3 separate regions of the Rattus norvegicus genome follow, and regions 1 and 3 are each linked to region 2. A link is a contact called in public Hi-C data. All regions are on one chromosome and are shown on one strand. The core of a region is the stretch at or near the end of the contact, and the rest is flanking DNA. Distances in the headings are between cores, read along the strand shown. Region 1 holds the start of Frmd6 (FERM domain containing 6). Region 2 has its middle 140 kb from the start of Frmd6. Region 3 has its middle 36 kb from the start of Tmx1.

What was found. A called contact is a pair of places that touch in the nucleus more often than the background predicts.
Region 1: a Hi-C map of the A7r5 cell line shows a contact between it and region 2, with 2.5 times the contacts expected there. The contact joins the promoter of Frmd6 here to the enhancer-like site in region 2. A contact is called at or near these places in 1 of 12 Hi-C or Micro-C datasets (the A7r5 cell line) and 1 of 1 datasets of contacts at active chromatin or transcription factors (oligodendrocytes).
Region 3: a contact with region 2 is called in a Hi-C map of frontal cortex, with 3 times the contacts expected there. The contact joins two enhancer-like sites. A contact is called at or near these places in 3 of 12 Hi-C or Micro-C datasets (the A7r5 cell line, frontal cortex and psoas muscle).

The regions. Positions count from the first base shown.
Region 1 is chr6:95,080,552-95,084,948 of GRCr8, reverse strand. It overlaps Frmd6 (FERM domain containing 6), which reads right to left and starts at 2,963. Exons shown (of 14, transcript NM_001399291.1): 1 at 2,858-2,963. LOC134479217 (a long non-coding RNA gene) reads left to right here and starts at 3,094. Exons shown (of 2, transcript XR_010052262.1): 1 at 3,094-3,876.
Region 2 is chr6:94,937,144-94,942,090 of GRCr8, reverse strand. No RefSeq gene overlaps it. Among named protein-coding and RNA genes, the nearest start is that of Frmd6, 140 kb to the left of the region's middle. Within about 2 kb of position 3,395, at least 48 of the 93 cell types and tissues checked have an H3K27ac peak or open chromatin away from gene starts, as enhancers often do. A contact at or near this core is called in the A7r5 cell line, where this site is marked.
Region 3 is chr6:94,730,540-94,735,168 of GRCr8, reverse strand. No RefSeq gene overlaps it. Among named protein-coding and RNA genes, the nearest start is that of Tmx1, 36 kb to the right of the region's middle. Within about 2 kb of position 2,263, at least 13 of the 93 cell types and tissues checked have an H3K27ac peak or open chromatin away from gene starts, as enhancers often do.

The sequences.
Region 1 (4,397 bases), core at 1,714-4,213, 140 kb before region 2:
TAAAAAAGGAAAAGAAAAGCTACAATCAAACGACTAAAGCCAACCCTCTTTAAGGCTAGCTACCCTAAATAGTGTCCTCCTGCTCTTACGTAAAGAAGCGGACTCCATGTACCACTCTGAGGCACTTATTAGGGATAACAGGACAATAGCCCTCTCTGCACATGTGCAGGACGCTTTCTATTCTTGACAATATTTAAAGTAACGTTAAAGCGACTTTGGAGAAAGTCCATGAAATTCAGACTTCAATTCAGAAACAGGCCTATGGGATAATTGGTGGATGCCATCTGGGATCCAGGCAGCCTCATCAACAAAAGGGAAACTTGTTGAGATCATCCAAATCCACAATTCACATACATTTCTACATCTGGACTGAATTAATCTTTTCTTGGTGCTGGCTTTCATGTAATAAAATAATTGTTTGCAGGTTTTTTTTTTTAAAGAAAGAAAACGGGGCTTTAGAAATCAATATGTATAACATCCAAGTTGAAAACTGGAAAGAATTTTTATCAGAAAGTTAGTTGGGAGGCAGGAGTCATTTACACAAAACTCTAAAACTTGAGGGCTCAGTCCAAAACAATTCTATCTGAAACTTGCATTCCAAGCAACTGCCACAAAAGGCTACACAGCCCATTATGTCATAAGTTCTGAAAGCCAAAAGCTTTATAAGTATAGTTAAATGTGGAATGGTCCACAACAGACCCCTGAGTTCAGCCAACCCAGTTGAATGACACATTTTTAAAAACCTGTACAGCACACTGGCATTTTGTTTTAAAAGGAGGGCCTCCAGCCTGCCTGTGTGGCTTTCAGGTATTTTCCTGTAAAGCCAGGGGTATCTTAAATCTACACACTTAGACTGTGTATCTGAAACTCATATCTTACCCCTGTTAACCCCCAAAAGGAAGCTATGGAAAAGACAGAAAGACTTGCCTGTCTCAGAATCTTTTGAGCCCTGAAAGAACTGAGATTAGTGTGGCCCATCAGCGTCAGATCGCCAGTACCTACAAGCGACTCAAAGCTGGTAGGTGGGGAGCGGGAGTCGGGGGCGGTGTGGGGGGGGAAGGGGGGTGGGGGGAGTTCTTATTACAGTCAGTCCGATTTCTGGAGAAGATATCCTGCAGATGACTTGATATGGGATATCCCCTGAGGGACCCTCTCCATCTAATAATCTACCAGAGGTCTACTTTACTATGAAATATGAAGTCAGTATGTTTACAAACATATCCTCCCCTTAAAAACCTCACATTTCAATGTCAACCACCTCCAATTGTGGAGTATTCTCATTTTTAACGTAAAACTATAATTTCTCAAAACCACACCCAAGGAAAATGATTAGGTGCTAGAAGTTTTACTACAAAGGACCAGAGCAAAAGGCATCTGTTTTCCTGCTCCTTTCTGCACTCTTCCCCTCCCCCCACTCTCCATCCTGCAAGCCATTTGCAAGGTCTTGGCTGTTAAAACTTTCTACTGCAGTCTCAATACTCTAGATTCGGGATAGGAGAAAACAAACAAACAAAACCGATTTTTGTCCTTTTAACAATGACGGGCCTAAATTTATGCACAGTCCTTAAGAAAACTCAAAAGTCACAAGCCCTTTAAATGACAGATGTATTACGGAAAAATTTCCCCACAGAGTTTCTGATGCTGTGAAGTATCAACTCCCTGAAACCACAGAAAGGAAATGACTTACATTCTTGGAAAATGAAGCCACTAGCAGCTTTCTCCAAAAGCATTCTCTAATCCCCAAACTACACACTGTGGCAACAGGGGGTATTTCATGCAAAAGCTAAAAGTAGATGCTTCGAAAACCGGTAAAAAACAAAACAAAACAAAACAAAAACACATCACTTGGTCCAAAGAAAGGAGGGAATCATGTGTGGAAAATCTGGCAAGGTATACACTTTTCCTTCCACGTTCACACGTGCCGAGAACCCTTGCACAAGTTTTCCTTCCCCACTGTGGGCACTACACAGCTCCCGGGGGGCAATGCTAGCAAAACATACTGGCTGCTTATATAAATAAATAAACAAATCCCCAAAAGGTGTAAGAGGGCCACTGAGGCAGTATTTCTTCCGACACTAGCCACAAAACTGTACGGTCTGAAAATTGTGCCAGCTTTTATTTCAACTTTAAATGTGCTTGTTTTGACAGCTTTCCATCTATTCCTTGCCTTTAAGAAAGCGCTCCACCATTAGGCTAAGCCATGCCAGAACTCCAAGTGTTGTTTAAATCCTGTAGACTTCACATGGGTGGCCCCGATCTGTTCACATCCCGGCTTTCCCGGAGGGAAGGCTAGTGGTCTCCTTTACCTGGTCGTGATAAGTTCCTCCAGAAACCAAAATTCTGCAGGCCGCACCCCGGACTCGTGTGTCCCCGAGGCTCCCCTCAGGGGTTTCCCACACTAGGCATTGGCGGGGATACGGGACAGCCGCGCTGGGGTGCCTTCCCAAGCTGGCTGCCCGGCCTGCGTGCACAACAGGCAATACCGCACATCGCTCGGGTGCACGGGACTCACGGCTGGTCCCAGTTAGTCACAGACGGGGCACTACAGACAGGCGCCCCTCGAGCCAGAGTCCTGGGCGCAGAAACGCAGAGCCCGGGCCCTTAGCTCCGCGCCTCCCCCGCGGTCGCGGCTGCCTGGGGGCCCCGGCCTCCCGCCCCAGCGTGGGCGAGCTCCAACTCGCGGAGAGGCGACCTGCCCGCCCGGTGCCCGACGCCCAGAGCCCCGTGAGAAAGAAGAAAGACGCCGAGAGCCGCAAAGCCCGGAATCGCACTTTAGACCAGCAGGGGGCACAGCGGCGGCCAGGGCGCGCCGTCCCAGAAAGGGGGCCAGCAGGCCGGCGCCTGCACCCGCGCGTACCTCCAAAGTCGCCAGAGCCAGGCGTCCGACTCAGAATCGGCGTCTGCTACAGCGGCGCCGAGCCTACTCGCAGCTCCCAGCTCTCCCGCTGCCGCCAGACCCACACTGCAGCTGCCCCGCCCCCCGCCCACGCCTTCCGCTCCGCCCCCTCGAGTTCACGCCCACGGCCCGCCCGAGACACGCCCTCCCTGCCCGAGGCCCCGCCCCACCTCGAGTTGGAGGCGGAGACCAAGCAGCGGAAGAAGCAGAGAGCTGGGGCGGGGGGGGGGGGATCGCGGCTGCACGTGGAGCGCTGCTCTCCCTGTCCCGCCCCGCCCCGCCCCGGACCCAACCAAGAGACCTGCGGAGGGGTGAAGAGACCCAGGGACCGGAGAACGCGAAGGAAGTGTTCACTCCTCTAGGCATCGGATAACCGAGCCGGGCTCAACTGGGTTATATAAAGTGGACTCTGCTTTGCATGCCTTTCCTGTGGCACCGAGGCCGGGGGGAGGGCAATAGACTGTCGACTCTCCCTTCCGTCTAAAAGATTCTCTTCTCCGCTATTGCCCTCTACACACCCTAGTCCCCTGACGCTCCCTCACCGGCCTAGACGGGTTACCTGGGAATGGTTGTTTTACCTGAGCCACCGCTTGATAATTCAAAACTGGGGCGGCCTCTGCGAAGAGAGGCGGTCCCTAGTACTGGAGACTTCGTGACTCCTCTGTCCCCTCCCGTCCGGCACCCACTTCGCCCTCACAGTTTTATCCTGCATGTGGGCTGTGAGTGTCGCCCAAGCCCATCCGCCCCCGCTCAGTCTGTCTCCCCAGGTTGAAATAGCCTCTGCCTGTGGCCCTCAAAATGATGTTTACCCTTGGTGAAGGTGGCCTTCGTTGCGGTGAGCAGTGCAAAAGACAGCCTAAATGATTTCATTATTCCCAAAGACCCCAGCAGAATGGAGGTCTCATTGCTCCTTTTGGTAGACAGGTGAAGAAGTCCTTTTTGTTCTGCTCCCATCTGGATCTGCTGGGATGCCTGGCATCGTAAGTAGAGGGACCCCAACTGGCACCCACAGAGCTACAAGCTTCAGGGTGTTCTGTGAACGTTGCTGCTCCAGAGAGGAGGGCCTGAGCGTCTAGCTTTCTCATTTAGGTGCAGACACCTGAGGAAGAACACTTGATATCCATAGAAGCTAGCTTTGAGATCGCTGATTGCTGTGATTAAACACCATGACCAAAAGCAAAGTGTTTATTTCAGTATACAACTTGCAGGCCACCCTGCATCGCTGAGGGAAATCAGGACAAGAACTCAGTGCAGGAACCTGGCATCCAAATTGACGGAAAGGCATGGAGAAATGTTGCTTACTGGCCAGGCTCAGCGTGCTTCTTTAAGTATGCAGGACCACCAAGCCAGGGATGGTAACTCCTCCCTTTCCTGTGAGCAGCGCCATCTGACGTCAATCATCATTTAGAAAATTAACCGAAGGCCAGTGTGGTTGGGGGCATTTTCTCAGTGGAGGTGCCCTCTTCCCAAATAATCTAGCCTTTTGTCAATCAAATTGATA
Region 2 (4,947 bases), core at 2,146-4,645:
GGGAGACACGAAAGCACAAAAGGCTGACAAGGTAGAGTTCCAGAGGGGCCTGCGCTAAGTCCAAGACCCCACTCATTTAACGGAATGGTATCCACCCTTGGACCTGAGTCACTAGAGGTCTTAATGATATTCAAATCCTGCCTTAGTTTGAAAAAAAAAAAAGTGCAGATCCAGGAAATCACCAAGAACATTGATCATCGAGTTCCAGGTTCTCTGGGATGTGAGAACATTTGCCTTGACCTCTCACAGAACTGCTCTACGTTGCAGAGCTTAAGCACCCCCCCCCCCCATGGCAGGAAGTTGCCTCAGGGTACTCTTACAGGGTGTCAAGTTCCTGACAGGATCATGAGCTGAACAAGAGGAGTGGCCAGGAGAATCAATCTCTCAGTGCCCTCTGACTACTGACTGGTAAGTTTTTCTTAATTGAGGCAGCAGGGACGGAATCTGCTAGTTGTCAAGGTTGGTTCCTCTTCCTCAGAAAATCTGAGTACCGGGGCTGTTTTGGTCATTTGGATGACCAATCAGGCAGTTCAGACTGGTTTTATCAGGAGTCAGTCAGGGGAGTGGTCCAGTGCAGAAAACCCTGGGAAGTTGCTTAAAATGCAACCACAAGCGTCAGGGCTCTATGTCCTTTCAGGGGTCCTGGATACACACAGGTAGGACTCTGAGAGAGCCTTGTCTAAAGTCCCTCCCTTAGGATGCTGGACTTGGAAAGAGCATGGGAAGAGAAAGCTTCTCACTCATCTTTAAACGCCACTTCCACCACCACGGTCAATCCCAGGACACACCACAGCCCTGAGGACAGGAGCCCCTGACTCTCAGGAGGCTGCAGTGGCCTCATTATTGAACCTCAATCTTGCTTATTGCCCACATGGCCGGAGGGTAACTGGTAGCAGAATGGGAGAAAGGTGGCCCCCAGCTATTCTAACCACTCCCTTCTCCCTCCACACACACTCCATAACAACTCGTGCTACCTAACTACTTCAGTTCTTTTTAACTATCTTGGGTGGCAGGGGTTGGTGGGATGGAGTACACCAGCTATCAGAGCCACGCTGGGAGGACAAACAGTTGCTGAGGCTGACAATTCCTCAGCGGCTGGCTTGATGGGTGATAGGACATTGTCTTTTGGAGCTGCAGCGGTTCACCGGCCTGGCTTTTCAGCAACCAAAAATAAACCTCCACTCTGCTTAATGTCTACCCCCCCCCCCCCAAACACACAGCTTATGTCTGTTTCCTGGGCCTCCCAGGCTCAGACTCAGCTCCTCTTGCTTTGGCCTTCAGATCTAGAGCAGGACCGTGGGAAGGATCCTGGGATAATTGTTTTTTGGTTGAGTACCTTTCATCTGAGGATCTCTCAGTACTTTATAAACACTAATTAAATTGCCACAATACACAACATTTTAGAATGCGTAATGATTACCTACCACCCCAGCTCTGGGCCAACTCTTTAAAGATGGGGAACTTAAAGGATGGCACGGCTAGATTTCAGATTATCACAGAGGCGGGGCCCCAAATTGAGTGCACCTCATTTCTAGTCCTGTGTGGAAGAGGACCAAAGTGACAGACAGAGTCATGTGATCCCTACACAAATACTCATTGTAAAGTACTGTGACTGAAAAGAGAATAGAATGTCTACTTGTAAACTTCGACCCCTTTAGCTACTTTTTCCTGTTCCAAGAAACCTAACATCTTTTTTTTTTTTCTCCAGCTTTCCCATCTGTAAAACGGTGACAGACAGGATCCTCACATCTCTTACACAGGACATCTGTGCATTCTAAAACCTACCAAAGGTGTGTGTGCTTCCCAGTACAACTGCACAACCCCGATTTACAATCTAGCATTTCACTCTGCAAAAGTTCATCACGACTACACACGCCTGCTTTTCTGTTTCGCTCCAGGATGTTAGCCTCTAGGATGCTCTCTTACCAGCCAAACTCACAGGGGTAAGGATCTCCAAGCCCCAGATTCCTCATGGAGCTGGCGGGAGAATTAACGGAGTGAAGAGTTCAGAACCCGGCTCCTCATAGGACAGGCTCAGGAGCAATGATTTAAAAAGTGACTTTCAACTTTTCTGAATGTAAGAAACCCAGCCTCAGTACTTTTTTGTGCCTGGCCTCCATGTTTCTCTGGTTTGGAAATTTTGTTTTGGAGCGCCTCCACTTGGATTATCCTAGAGACTTATTTAAAACACACACACACACACACACACACACACACACACACACACACACACACACACACACACACAGACGTATATTGTTACTAGTGGCAAATCTACAACCTTCTAGAATATTTTATTCTTTTCTCATTGAAATTTGTAGTTTAGAATCAAACTTGATGGAAGAAAATCCATCAAGGGAAAAAAAAAAAAGGAGGTCTGGCTTTGGAATCTCTCCTACACCCTGTAAAGCATCCCTAGAAGTGATCCCAGACAAGGACTTACACAGACATTTATAATAGTGGTGGGCAGTCATATGAAGGTTTAACTTCCTGGACTTGTACTAGAAGGATAGCCTTCATCTATTCTTGACTTAAAAAAAAAAAAAAAGGTGTGTGTGTGTGTATGTGTCCACATGCATTCCTGCAGAGGCCCAGAGGAGTCAGGTTTCCCAGACCTGGAGTTACGAGTGGTTGTGAGCCAGCTGATAGGAATGTTGGGAACCAAACTTGAGCCCTCTGGAAGAGCAGCACACACTAACCACTGAGTCACCTCTCCACCTTGTCTTTTCAAGATGACTTTTTAAAAGCCACAAGTCTCAGTCTTTTGTAGTCAGACAATGACTGCCAGCCTCAATTCATGATTTCAGTCAGGAATGTAGGGACAGAGAGAGGAAGAACCAGGTCTAAAGAATGGGGTGGGAAGAGAGAGCAAGGCCTAAGAGAAAGGACGAGTTGAGGCAGGGAAGAATCAAAACAGCTCAGAGACATCACAGAGAAATCAACTTTGTAGACAAGAGGATTTAATTATAGTTTGTTTTAAGACATAACTCACAGAACTGTTTGTTTGGGGAAGGGAGGGGGAGGAGAAGGTGCCCATAGTGGGCTGCAATAAACTTTCCAGGCAAAATGGCTCACTTGTTCTCATCTGTGCTATCTAGTCATGCCTTTTGAAAATGGGCCATTTTTGTTATTTGTTATTTGGGTTTTTTTTTTTGTTTTGTTTTTTGGATCATTTATTTGACTTTTCCTGGAGTTTTGGACACCAGCCCACTGCCTGTTCCCATCTTTGCTCTCTGCTCCAGCAGGCTCCAGGACAAGCAGGGGCTTGAGGGCGAGGACCTGTGGGAAAGGACAGGGATGCAGGGACGTCTCCTCTGTGAATACGTGATTAGCAGCGAGAGTGCTCCGTTCCTGTTCCATGGGCCAGGGTTTCCTTAGCTGCTGGCAGAGAGCCCAGACAATTTGCTCTGGGGACAGACTTGGCTAAACTGCTGTCACTGCCAGCTCAGGAGCCCTCTATCTAGACTCACGAGTCTGAGCAGCCCAAAGGAGCTGGAAGAGGCCCGGGGTAGGGGAGGATGTGTCCAGGGTATCAGGTAGGGTGAGTGTGACTAACCCAGCAGGTTACCGGTTAGGAGCTGGCTGAGTGCTCCCCACCTACCTCCTTAAGGACGTAACCTTCTCTAGCCACAGGGACAGCTGCTAGTAGGGCTGAGGGACTAAGGGGCCCAGAATGTGGCTCTAGAGTCCAAGATGGAGTCCACATGGGCACACTGCAGGGAAAGGAATGGTGAAAGGCAAGGTGGCAGCTTGGAAGGTAGAGTACCTGCTCTCAGCACCAAGGGAATCGCCTTGCTTCCTGCCTGGCCTCCAGGACTACGGAATGATCCAGAAGCAGTGTGGAACTATTTGCACCCCAGACCTTCCCTTGACACTCCTCATGCAATGCTCAGCACGCCCCTTTTGGCTTTCCCTGGGTTGTGCGTTCAACAAACACTCCGAAGGACTTCAAACGGAGGGGAACGTAGCAGGCTCTCCATGAGCTGGCTGTGTAGGTGGACAAACACATCCAGGAAAGACGAGGTCACGAGTTTTAGAATCTGCTTCTAGCCGCCTTGCTGTGTGTGAGCTCAGACACACTGATCTCTCTTTCATGATTTTTGTTTATAGTAGAATTTTGAAAAGACCCATGGTCATGAATTATTCAGGGCCACCAGTTGCTATAGTGCCCAGTGTCTTCCAAATGTCCTCATATGGATCTGTGACTAGCTAGGATTTTAGAAATACTGGCACCCCCACTTTTCTGCTGCCCTAAGTGTCTACACCAGCCAGGCTGCCCTGAGGCTACTGCAAAGCTGGGAACTGGAATTCTGGATGAGACATCTAAGTGGCTATAGTTTATGCTCTCTCTGCTTTTCCCCTATCCTCCCTCTCTTCTCCCCTTACCTCCCCCTCTCTGCTCCCCCTGCCTCCCCTCTCTCATTACATAACTAATATTTTATAATTTCAAAAACTTCAGAAAATTAAAGGGTAAAAAATACCAGCTTACAATAATAATGGGAACATTGTAGTACATAGTCCTTGGGCTTTTCTATGCTGCTATTTTTAAGTGAAATCGTGTGTGTGTGTGTGTGTGTGTGTGTGTGGTGTGTGTGTGTGTGTGTGGTGTGTGTGTGTGTGTGGTGTGTGTGTATGTGTGGTGTGTGTGGTGTATGTATGTATGTATGTGTATGTATGTATGTGTGGTGTGTGTATGTGTGTGTATATGTTTGTGTGTGTATGCGTGTGTGTGGTGTGTGTATATGTGTGTATGTGTGTGGTGTGTGTGTATGTGTGTGTGTGTGTGGTGTGTGTGTGTATGTGGTGTGTGATGTGTGTGATGTGTGTGTATGTGTGTGTATGTGTGTGTGTGGTGTGTATGTGTGTGTGTGGTGTGTGTGTGTGTGTGTGGTGTGTGTGTGTGTGTGTGGTGTGTGTGTGTATGTGTGTGTGTGTATGTGGTGTGTG
Region 3 (4,629 bases), core at 1,014-3,513, 210 kb after region 2:
AAAATCATACTATTGCATAAAATCATTTGTTTGCAATTCTATATAGTGCAAATTGACCTGTGGGGACAGAAAGCAGATCCTTGTTGCCTGGGGTCAGGGATGAGAGACTGACCCCCGTAGCCCTGAGGAAACTTATTACAGACATTTGTAAAATCTTACTTGGTGACAAAACTGCCTTCACCTAAATGGATATAATTCACTGTAGGTAATTATGTCTTACTAAGATTTGTGTTACAAATGTGAGGAACTGAGCTCCATTCTCCCAGGATCTAAATCAAGAAAAAAAAAAAGTTGGGTGTGGTGACATGTACTTAAAACCCTAGCGTTAAAGAAGAGAGTAGAGACAAGCGGATGCCTGGGGCTCTCTGACCAGCCAGCCTCTCCTACGTGACAAGCTCCAAGGAAGTAAGAGATCCTATCTCAAAAAAATAAGGTGGACAGCACCTGAGGAATGACAGCTGACATCCTCTGGCCACACGCACATACACACACACACACACACACACACACACACACACGTGCGCGTGTGCATTCGTGCATGCACTAACACACAGACTCACAGACACACACGCACAAGATCCACAGTATAACCTAAAAGGAAACATCTATCATGGAGTTATCTACTTAAATTGATGAGCACATGATGTGGACCAGCCTGGTTCTCAGATGCCCACCTGCTTTTTTACGAGTGGTAATGAGAGAATAAATGAGCAGAAGAAGGTTCCTGAGGACAGGGCTTATCCGGAAATGCTAATCTTGTTGATGACATGGCTCTTCGCGGAAATAAGGCCCTGGAGTACTGAGGGAACGGAGAGGAAAGAAAGCAGATGTCTCTGGGATCCAGTGGGGATCTCATTAAAGCTAAGAGAGCTTTCTGCAGTAGACTGTGGAGTTCTATGGCTTAGAGAAGGAAAGGGACCGCTGTGCCTCTGCACTGGGATGCTCACGAGCCTTCTCAATTTTGATTCCTCCCCTTATAAGCTGAAGCTAGCATTCAAGTGGAAATTCTGAAGACTCCAATTGCTACTGAGAAATGCTTCCAAAGGCAGGAGAGCCAATATCTATAGATTCAGACATAAAATGTGTTTGAATCATTAGCTCTGTGCTAATTGAGAAATTTAAAACAACACAATTAATTCCCTCAGTTTATGGAGCTAAACAGTCTGTCCTCCGCCTGCTGGTTCAGCAGCTCTCAGGCTGGCTGCACCCAGATGTACCCGCAGAACGTTTATGAACTGTAGACTCCTGACCTGACCTTTAGCACAGTGGTTCTCAACCTTCCTAATGCTATTGACCCTTTAATACAGTTCCTCGTGGTGAGGTGACCCTCCCCAACCATAATATTATTTCCACTGCTACTTCATAGTTGCGATTTTGCTGCAGTCATGAATTGTAACGTAAATATCTTTTTGGAGACAGAAGTTTGCCAAAGGGCTGGCGACCCCCACAGTTAAGAACCCCTGCTTTAGCCTGTGCCTCCAGAGACCTGGGTGTGAATCGAGCACTAAGCTACTACCATGCTGCTTAAAGAGTCGTCTCAGAGCACCAGAGCTGAAATGCAGGGAGAAGGAAACAGCATACAGACCCTCCGTGGAGGGGGCATGGGGTGTTCTAGAACGAAGCAGTGTGGTAGGAGACATCTGCTCTGGCAGGAGGTAGAACAAAGTACAGAGCAGGGGCTGGGGGACGCTTATGAAGCTACAGACCTGGAGCTAGGAAAGGCTGAGGCGGGGCTTGGCAGGCTCAGCACCGCCGAGGCCTAGGCACTGAAGTGCTGGTGTTTCATTCAGTGCCCAACTGGAGATCGCATCCAATTCTCATGCCTTTAAAGGTTCTATAACTCCTGAACGCCTATGAAGCACAAGGATAGACAAGTACCGGGGTGCAACAAATTCACCCCAGAGCTCCAGTGTTCGGAAACGAGACCCAAACTCGCCTAGATCTGCGCTTGCCCACTAGCCCCTCCCCAGTCCGGGGAGACAGATGCGTCCGGAGAGAGCCTTCATGCTAACTAACACAGTTCAATCTGCCCCTTGGGGGAACTGTGCTTAATCTGCAGTTTTATTACCAGCTCTGTCCCTAGTGAAGAGGATGGCTCATGGATTTAGGAGGAAAGAGTCCTCAAAACCACACGGGGTCCTCTGGCTTCCAGAGCTACGTTTTGTCCCCTTTGCTGATGATCCTCAGCGGTGTCATTAAGGGAGGCCGCTGAGATTGCAGCTGGTAGACATTATTGTCTGTCCCTCCCTTTCAGCTGGTCCCTAGTGGCTCTCTGACTGCCTCCCTCCCTCCCTCCCTTCAGCTCTCACTGGTTTGATGTTCAGGCGCCTCTATGCCCTCGTGTCAGCAGGCCCGCAGGGGCACTCTGGCTCTCACCCCGTGTTCTTATATCCTGAGAGGAAAGACGAATGTGGAGGGACATGATTACAGTCGGTCTCTCGGACATCTCTAGCTTACTTTATCTCATCACCCTCCAGGGTGGCCAAGAAGTTCCTTAGCAGGCCTCCTGGAACCTCTCTTCCTCTTTCCTGCCTGTCTCCAGACTGCAGCCTGAAGGGAAAGTCAGACATCCACAAGACCATGCACCCCATCCACCTCCGGTGGTTTATTCAGGCTGAAGGGCAGACTCTCACAGCCCTCCACTTCCGAGCTACAGTCTTGCCACTGAGAATTGGTATAATAAACACCTCCTACTTTGTGGTAGACATTTATATTCTTCCAGGCTAATCCTTGCTGTGGAACTGGAAACCGAAAACATTAATAAAATCTTTTGTCTCCCTCAAAGGCAACCTTTAAACTTCTTGTCTTTCTGCAAAACTCCATTTTTTATGTCCAAAATCAGATCTTGACTTTATTTATTTATTCATTCATTTATTTTTGGCTTGCACGTTTGAAGACATAGTCAGGAAAAAGAGAAAAGCACATTGCTTTCTCCAAATCACGGCCATCATTGCTCCTGTGGGAAGCTATCCAGATATTTGGATGAGATAGATGTAACTTGCTATTATCAGAGGAGAATAGAGAGCAGGAAGGAAGGAAGCATATGAGGAAATACTTCCCAAGCAGGACCTCCAGGATTGGCCAATGCACCTGACAACAGTGGACAGGAAGGTAACACGTAAGAATTAGGAACACATGATGGACTTCTTTCTGGAGTGGGGACTCCTGGGGCAGAAACAGGCTAATGTGAAGAAATCAAGCTCTCTGTTTTAAAACAACTTAAAATTCCAGCAAAAGCCAGGCTTGGTGGCCGCGCCTTTAATCTCAGCACTTGGGAGGCAGAGAGAGTTGGAATTCTGTGAGTTCAAGAGCAGCCTGATCAACCAAGTGCATTCCAGGTCAATCAAAGCTATATACAGTGAAACGCTATTTAAAAAAACAATTGCAACAAAATTAAAATAAATTATGTACACACATGAAATTGTCAAATAACAAAAATAACCAATAAAAAGAAAACTAAATTTTTTTTTAAAAAATTCCTTGTAGAGAGACAAGCAGATGGAAAGATGGTATTTGGGAGCCAGCTACACACAGATGGTGGCTTAATGTTGGGCAGACAGAGTGAAGACAGCCTCTCCCTGGCGATAAACAGTGCACCAGGGGCCAAAGTCTCCGTGGGTCAAAGGAGAAAAAACAAATCTCAACCAGACTCCAGGTAGACAAGGAAAACTCTTGGGTGTCACAGAACGTTTAAAATCCAGGAACAGCCACCGTGAATTTAGCCTTAATCGGAGGGAGAGAATAGACAGGTATTTAGAACTAAATCATCGATCGCTATTCTTTGAGTTTTTATTTCAGAGAAAGTTGCCATGTTTATTGGGAACAGTTATAGGAAAAAACACCCGCAAGGCAGGAAACCGGCAAGAAACAACGGGCACTCTAGGGGTTGGGGATTTAGCTCAGTGGTAGAGCGCTTGCCTAGCAAGTGCAAGGCCCTGGGTTCGGTCCCCAGCTCCGAAAAAAAGAAAAAAAAAAAAAGACTGGGCAAACAACTGGGCACTCTAGAATTTTAACACTGACTTCCTAGGCGAGAAGTTGCCTGTAGGGTGGGCTCTCCAGCTACTCAAGGCTAGGCAAGGATGGGAGCGCAGAGAAAGGAGGGAAGAAAACCCGTACGACTATTTGCAAGGAAATAGCCCCACCTGCTGGTACGGGTTTCCGTGGGTTACAGATCTGAGTGAGTTTCCGCGGGTGAGCCCTGAGTTCTTTCTAAGGCGCTTTACTACTTAACAAACGCAACCTTCGTGCTCCCTCTAGAGGCCAACAGTGTGGATATAACAAATATCCTAACCGCTGCAGTTTCATTTTATTAATTAAACTGGTTCTTAGACAATTTCAGCAGTACATACCGACCATGCTCACTGTACCCTGTTCTCAGATCTCCCTCCCACCCCGTCCGCCACATTCCCATTCTCCCCTCAGATCTTTCTTTTTTTTTTTTTTTCGGAGCTGGGGACCGAACGCAGGGCCTTGCGCTTTCTAGGCAAGCGCTCTACCACTGAGCTAAATACCCAACCCAACCCCCTCAGATCTTTCTTTTAGGATCATGTCTTCATTTCCTTTTGAGATCCATTGAGTTTAACCGGTGCCTTCTGTGTGATCATGGGCTTGGAGCTGGAGTCTGGTAGG